2 separate regions of the Mus musculus genome follow, and region 2 is linked to region 1. Evidence: chromatin contacts called from public HiChIP or PLAC-seq data. All regions are on one chromosome and are shown on one strand. Each heading gives the region's core, a stretch centred on a gene start, on an enhancer-like site or on the middle of the called end of the contact. The rest is flanking DNA. Distances are from core to core; before and after follow the strand shown.

Evidence for each region. HiChIP or PLAC-seq counts read pairs in DNA pulled down with a chosen protein or histone mark.
Region 2: an H3K27ac HiChIP or PLAC-seq map of embryonic fibroblasts shows a contact between it and region 1, with 8 times the contacts expected there. The contact joins two enhancer-like sites. A contact is called at or near these places in 1 of 15 datasets of contacts at CTCF or cohesin (the NIH/3T3 cell line), 2 of 484 Hi-C or Micro-C datasets (the C10 cell line and cortical neurons), 17 of 115 datasets of contacts at active chromatin or transcription factors (the NIH/3T3 cell line, the SCID.adh cell line, bone marrow-derived macrophages and 11 more) and 3 of 9 other capture datasets (adipose tissue, liver and pancreatic islet).

The regions. Positions count from the first base shown.
Region 1 is chr4:109,459,277-109,463,287 of GRCm38.p6, forward strand. The region is part of intron 1 of Rnf11 (ring finger protein 11); the gene reads right to left. Among named protein-coding and RNA genes, the nearest start is that of Rnf11, 15 kb to the right of the region's middle. Within about 2 kb of position 1,370, at least 98 of the 459 cell types and tissues checked have an H3K27ac peak or open chromatin away from gene starts, as enhancers often do. A contact at or near this core is called in embryonic fibroblasts, where this site is marked.
Region 2 is chr4:109,704,113-109,707,832 of GRCm38.p6, forward strand. All of the region lies in intron 1 of Faf1 (Fas-associated factor 1), which reads left to right. Among named protein-coding and RNA genes, the nearest start is that of Faf1, 29 kb to the left of the region's middle. Within about 2 kb of position 1,414, at least 6 of the 459 cell types and tissues checked have an H3K27ac peak or open chromatin away from gene starts, as enhancers often do. A contact at or near this core is called in embryonic fibroblasts, where this site is marked.

The DNA of each region.
Region 1 (4,011 bases), core at 120-2,619:
TCAGTGCCCAGCCCACTCTATGATGACCTCACTTAAGTCTCCCAAGGTGGATATACAAACAGAATGACAAGAGGTTAGTCATCCTCTGATTCCTTTAGATTCTTCTTTTCCCTCTATTCTACCAAATATTTTTGCTCTTTACTTGTATTTCTGTATTTAGTGTGTTTGAAGTCTAAGAACAATGTGGTTGGTACTTTCTTTCCACTATGTAGGTCTGGGGGATTGAACTCAGGTCCTCTCATCTGGCATACCAATTACTTGCAGAGCCATCTTATGCTCCCAGCTCCCCCCCCACACTTTTTTTTTTTTTTTTTTTTTTACAGCAGAGACTTGACATGTAAGCCCATGTTGTCATTTTGCTTTAGCTTCCCAAGCACTGGATTAAAAACTGTCTTATCAAACCATCATTTACCATTGATAGGAAACAGATTTGTTATACAAATCCAAATTGAGGTAATATGGAACTCATAACCTGAGAAGCAAATATATTTCAAAACAATATTTTCCTTAATAATTTGTTTAGTTTCCCATCTGCTTGGGTGGAAGGGTACTGAAAAGTATTTGCCCTAAGGAAATAATTTTAAACTAAAATCTTCCTTGAGAAAAACACAACATTATAGAAAACACAATATACAATGAACAGAAAACAATATGATAGATAATGAGTTAGATATTCACCCCTCAGTTTTGGCCCACTAATAAAGTTCTAAAATATTCTGATTTTTACTATATAACATGTATTCTGCTGGAAATCAAACCCATAGTTGTATACATGCTAGGCCAAACTATATTCCTAGTTCCTTGTTATATATTTAAAAAAGCATCTATATAAAATGGCAAATGTTGTCAATTATACTTTGGGCCCTAATCTTAACATAAGCCAGGAAAGAAACAAATGAAAATGTAAAATGTGCCTTTAATCCTAGCATTTGGGAAGCAGAGGCCAGTCTGGTCTACAGTGAATTCCAGGGCAGCCAAGCCTACATACAGCCTTGTCTCAACTCCTGCCCCACGCACATCCCAAAAGTAAATGTGTCTTCATTACGCTGGATTCAATACCAGCATGGTAAAATACACCTGTAACACCAGCAATTCAGGTGAAGGCAGGAGAATCACAGGTTCAAAATCATCCTTGGCTACACAGCAAGCCTAAGGACAATTGAGTACAAGGAGACCCTGCTCTTTAAAGCTGTTTATTCAAGTTAGGGAATATGATACAATTTCCGAAACTAAAACAATGCAGTGTGGGACATGCCTAAATAATATCCAAGGCTGGAAATAGTACAAGTCTGGCTTGTGGTGAAGGAAAAATAAAGTCACTACTAAAGAATGCAGCCTGTCACCAACAGCTGTATATTTTCAGCCAGTAGGAAATAAGAGCTCACTCTTTACAGCCTTAACATGCGGCTGTTGGCCACACCCCCTCTCCAGTGGCAGTGTCTTACTGGGAATATTTTCTCTAAATTTTGCCAGACTTACAGTTAAGGCCATAAAAAGGAAGATTTGAACTAGCTGGTTTCAGTGTATGTTTTAGTTTAGATGATTCATTAATTTTAACCATAAAAGAGTGAGGGGAGAACCCCAACAAAACAAGACTGCATTTATATGTAGTCTCCAAATGACACATGGAGAACTAAATAAAAGCCTTACATGCCATCTATAATACCGAGACATACTACTTTATATTTAGATGGTATAACCCAGAGTGGCCTGCATGTCTGAAAAAGAGCACCCCACCTAGGGAGATAGACTGGTATTTTTTTTTTTTAAGGTTTGTTTTGTAGCTAAGGAATTCCTGATCCTTCTGCTCCTACATCTTGAGTTGCTGAGATTAGTCATGTGCTACCACATTCTGTAAGAATATAATTAGGGTCCAACACATCCTCACACCCAAGCTTCATTTAGGTTAAGCAAACAAGAACTCTAAACTGAACCATATCCTCAGCCTGCATTTTATTAATTCAGAGACCTAGAGAAATGGCTCATCAATTAAGATTCTGAGTACCCGCAGAGGATAGTTCCCAGTATCCATTTTTTTTTTGGGGGGTGGGGTGGGGGGGTGGGAGGAGACGGTCACAACTGCCTGCAACACTGGGAAATATGATGTTGACATCTGTAGGTCTCTGCACTCTTGTGAAATACCCCCACACAGACATATTTTTGTTTTTAAATTGTAGCCAGGTGTGGAGGTGTATACCTTTAATCCCAGCACTTGGGAGGCAGAGGCAGACAAATCTCTGAGTTTATGACCAGCCTGATCTATATAGTGTGTTCTAGAACAGAGGTACACAGTGAGATCCTATCTAGAATTAATTTTTCAGAGCTAGAGAGATGGTCCAACAGGTAAAGGAACTTGTCACTAAGCCTGTTAAACGCAGTGTGACTCTCCAGGAAACACATGGTAAAGGAGAGAGCTTACTTTAGAATGTTGTCTGTCCTCCCATCTTTACACAGAGGCCATAGGACACCTACTCCCAACCCTATCCCCAGTTCCCCCTCCACAAAAAATAAGGCAAATGCACTTCGGCATCTCCCCCCCTCCAAGCACACAAACACTATTTTGAAGGTTTCCATATTAATAGAACTATATAATCAGTCAATTTTACAGAATTTTGACCCCTTTAAAAGAAATCCTGTATTCATTACCTATATTTATAGATTTGCCTATTTTGAGCATTTTCTGTAGACAGAATTGTACTATTATATGATCTTTTGCCTGGCATAGTGGCTCATGCCTTCCATTCTAGCAGCCAGAAGCCCGAGGAAGCAGATTAATGAGTTCAAGGCAAGCCTGGGCATAGTGAATTCTAGGCTAACTTGGGCTACAGTCTGAGATACTGTCTCAAGGGAGTGGCGGGGGGGGGGGGGGCAAAAAACAACTGTTTTGTGGCAGACCTTTCACTCAGAATGCTTTCAAAGTTCATCTATACTCCAGCATGTATTAGAACTATTTTTTATTTGCTTATTTGTTTTTTGCTATTCCATCCTCTGGATATACCACAATTTGCTGAGTCTTTGGTAGACATTTGGATTGTTTCCATTTAGAGCCTATTATACAATCACACGATTCTGAAAATTCATTTTCAAGGCTTTAGACATTTCTCTGGTACAAACTCAGGAGTGAAACTCTCCACAAGCTTTTGAAGAATTGCCAATTTCCAAAGCACTGGTACCTCTCTGAATTTATACCAGTTTTCTCCCCATCACCAAAACTTCCCTGTCACTTTATTTTAACCACTCTAGTAGGTGTGAAATGTTAGCTGATTGTGAATAGTGTTAATCACCTTTTGGTTTCCTGACTGTCCTTTTTAAAAATTAGGCTTTAAAAAAGTTTTTTAAAAATAGTCCAAATACCATTGTCTAGAGAAATGACTTGCAAACATTTTCGTGCCTTCTATGGATCTTTTCACCTATTCTTTGAAGTACATGTTTCTTTTTCTTTTGCTGAAGGTCCCAGAGATCTTACCCAGGATTTTGAACATGCCAGTCAAGCACTCTCCTATTGACCTACACCTCCAGTCCAAGGCACAGGTTTTTAATTTTGAAGAGACAAACATATTTAGGTCACTTGAGCTTTTGGCATCAAATCTAAAGAAGTTCTGCCTACCCAAGGTCATGATGAGACTGTATTTTCTGAGTTGTACTGTTTGGTTTTGTTTTTCTGTAGCCCAGTCTATATTCGAACTCACATAAAACAGCACTCCTACCAGCCCCTAAATGTAGCTCTTACATTTAGGTACATGGAGCTTTTTGGTTGTTTTGTTTTGAGACAGTATTTCTCTATTTCCCTAGCTGGTTTTGAACTCAATAGATTCTCCTCCTTTGGCCTGAGTGCTGGGATTAAAGATGTGAGCCACCACTGCCTGGCCTCAGTTTCACTTTTTAGTGGACATGTGGATATATTACTGCTATCAGTTGAAAATTATTAAATAGACATGCTAACATGGAAGGGGAATTCTCACCAATCCTCAACACTTGACAAGAAACTATATGCAACTTATGACAGCTGGT
Region 2 (3,720 bases), core at 164-2,663, 240 kb after region 1:
TCAATCATGATTTGTTATTGTTTTAAATATTCTTAAGTTACTGATGTGTTCATGAGGAATTTTACATCTTTGTTGATGGGGATGATTGCTATGGATCTGGAACAGTTCTAGACCTATCTGGTGCTGCATGTCAATTAGATGAGACTAGAGCAGTGTGTATGTGAGCTGCATGCAGTAGGACTTGGTGACATACATAGGCTTATTCTTTCCTTTTGGAGACATGCTCCTGCTAATAGCTCAGGCTGGTCTTCCTCTGCAGTATTGGCTGGCTTCAACCTTGTCACCTTGCTTCTATCTCCTAAGTGCTAGGATTACACATTCGTATAGCTAGGGTTGGTCCCAGGGCCTTCCTTACATACGCTAATCATGCACTCTTCCAGTTGAGTTACATCTCAGCCCCTGAGGACACTTTGGAGAGCACTGCCTACAAAAATTTCTAGCAGCCTTTCCTAATTTGAAAATGCTCAGTAAAGGAATTTTAAAATATGTCCTCTCAGGGCTGGAAAGATGGCTCAGCTGTTAAGAGCACTTGTTGCTCTACCAGAGGATTGGGTTTTGATTCCTAGCACTCACATGGTGGTTCATACCCTAAGTAACTCCAGATCTAGAGCAGTCAATAACCTCTTCTGACCATTGTGGGCACCAGGCATGCAAATAAATGGTACACATACATATATGCAGGCAAAACACTCAGATATAAAATAATAAATAAGTCTAATAAAAATTATAAAAAAGAAATATATTCTCAGCTAAGTTAGTATAGTATAAGATCTCATTTTCCTTATACACCCTCATTATTGGTTAAGCCATACCTCATTTGCTTATTTTAGAGGCCATGAAACTGCTATTGTAACTTGCTTATAGCTGAGTTTTGTAAGTGCTACTCTCAGGAACTACAACGTATCTGCTAGTACTTCTGCCACACTGTGGACTCTATTAGTCAAGGAAGTGTTGTACTCAATACCACATAGAAGATGACAACCCTGAGATGTTACCTCCATATGTCTCAGCCTTATCTGAATGTTTTCTTATCCATCGAAAGGCCAGTTCAGCTGCTGCCATAGCAAGATGGCACACACAAATGTAACCTAGGGAAGAATGGCTTTATTTGGGTTGTCCTTACTGCTCCACTCTCAGATGCCCTATGTCTTAGAACACATAGAAGGCGATATGCTAGATTCATCTTTGGTTCTAATCTGTCCTTATTTGGGGATAGTTGTGTTTCATGACTTATCTTGAGGAGCTGTGAACAAATTCAGTATAGATAAGGAACTAATAATAGACCAAGGACACAATTCTGTTTTAAGTCTAGCTTTGTGGACCAGGTAGTTTATTGGGGTTACTTAAAGGAGCATGAGCGACTCTTTAGTAGAGCTGCCTACAAGTTACACAGATGATGTAACTTTCCACTGCAGTCATCCAGTGATGTAGCTTTTGTGAGTCATTTGAGATGCAGCTGCCTGAGAGTTACCCGTGCTGTTGTAAGTAGCTCCAGTAAATCCATTGGTTCATCAACTGAGACTTGGGTGGGTATTGTTGGTGCCCATTGGCATGAATATGTTTGCTCATGAGCAACTAGGAGAAAGATTGTGCATCAGGAGAAATATACTAAGTATAATATCCATCTCTCTCTTTTAACTCATTTAGGAGGGATCAGGAATGGACAGAGAGAAAGCTAGGTAACTTTATGAAGCAATTAATAAGGTAAGATATAGTTAAGTGGAAAGAAGTCACTACAGACAACCACTTGGGAGAAAAAGAGAAGGACCTGTTGTCATGCTCCTCATGCATGTGTTTTGTGCCATTCACCTGAAATACCGGAAACAACTAGTTAATGTGTTAATAGTTTTACAGATTTTGAATAGATTTTCCTCATTGACTGTCTCCAATCCAAAAGTCTACAATCTCATGTTCCAAATTGTAAAACATTTTGAGTATCTGATGCTGAACAGATTTTAGCATTGGAACTTACTGGATTCTCAGAATAGGGGTATTCAATGGATGAAGGACTTTCAGTCTTAAAGTCTGAGTCCTTTTTCTTTTCCTTCTCTTCTTCCTCCTCCTCCTTCTCTTTCTCCTTTTATTGGCATTTGTCAAATGAAATGTTAAATGTAAAGTAAACCTTTCAGATTATTTTGTTTTGATGCAAAAAGTCCAGTAATTTTGGAGAAAAGTTTAATAGTAGGTTGGCATGAAGACATTAAGACTTATGGTGGACATTTGGAGGGTAACATTAATTTTGGTCAAATAGTTTTGTTTAGAGGAGAAGGTTGCTTACTTGAGAAAATGCACTTGTGGTCTGTATAATTTTGTGTACTTATATGCCTATGGTATCATGAGCAAAAGTCCCTCTTTGATACATTTGAAAATGAATAGAAAGTTCTAATTTTAAGATACTTCTAGGATTTAATCATAGTTAATATTTGTTTTTGATATTTCTATGAAACATCCTCAAGTAATGAGAAAGGTTGGTTTTCTTATCAGAAATTCATGGTCTGATCCTTTGCTCTGTAGACTTAAGCATTATACTTTATATTTATTATTGTTCAGTGGTAATGTTCTGGGGAAGTGGCTCAGAATAGCAGCTTGATTGGAGACTGATGTTTTCAAAAATGATTTATTTTTATTTTATGTATATGTCTGTTTTGCCTGCCTGCATTATCTGTAGCACATGTGTATCTGGTATCCATGGTGGCCAGAATAACATATCATCAGATCTTTTGGAACTCGAATTGCAGATTATTGTCAGCCACCATGTGGGTCCTTAGAAGTGAGATACTCTTAATTACCCGGTTATCTCTCCAGCCCTGCGTTTTGGGAAATCAGCAGTTCAGTTCAAAGGTCAGCAGGGGCAGTTTGATCCACTCACAAACACTTCACATATATACCAGCAGTTCAGTTCAGTAGTTGGCATAGCAGTAGTGGTGGCAGGACCTAGCAGGGGCATGAATCAGCAGGAGGGATTTAGACCAGGAGACACCAGGAGAAGTTCTCTGCTGTGCCTTTCTCAACAAAGTGGTGAAGATCAGTGAAGATTTGAGACCGAGAGGTACTGCAGAGCTGGTTGTACCAGCAGACCAAACCCCTGTCACTGTCCGTTGGGTCCTATTTATACTTTCTCCAAACATCACTTGTCCTCTACCAGTCTTACCTCACCACAGTGTCTTACCTCAGCATGTGAGTCTGTTTTAGCAACTCTCCATGTGAGTCTGTATCAGCAGACATCACTTGGCTAATTAGAGTCTTCAGAAGTAGCAAGTAGCTGTGGAACCTCTTGGAGATTTTTGGTATGTTTCTCTCTATGAAGATCAGCAAGTGCTTGTAACCAATGAGCAGTTTTTCCAGTCCCAATTTTATTATTTTCTAATTATGAGCTTATGTGTGTTTGTGTATGGGGGTATGCAAGTGAGTGCAGGTGCCTTCAGAGGCAAGGGACATTGATTTCCTGGAGTAGGAGTTACAGGTGGTTTGTGAACTACCTGATGTGGGTATTGGAACTGAAGTTGGGTCCTCTGGAAGGCCAGTAAGTGTTTTTAACCATTGAGACATCTCTCCAGAACTCTTTTTTTTTCTTTTTGTTATAAAGTTATATAATGAGTATGTAATTAGTGAAGTCCTGTATTTTCTTTATATGTTATTAGTCAAATGTAATTACTGTTGTTGTTAACCCTGTTCATGAAAAGAATGAAAATGAAGTACTTTGGAATTTCACTAATAAAA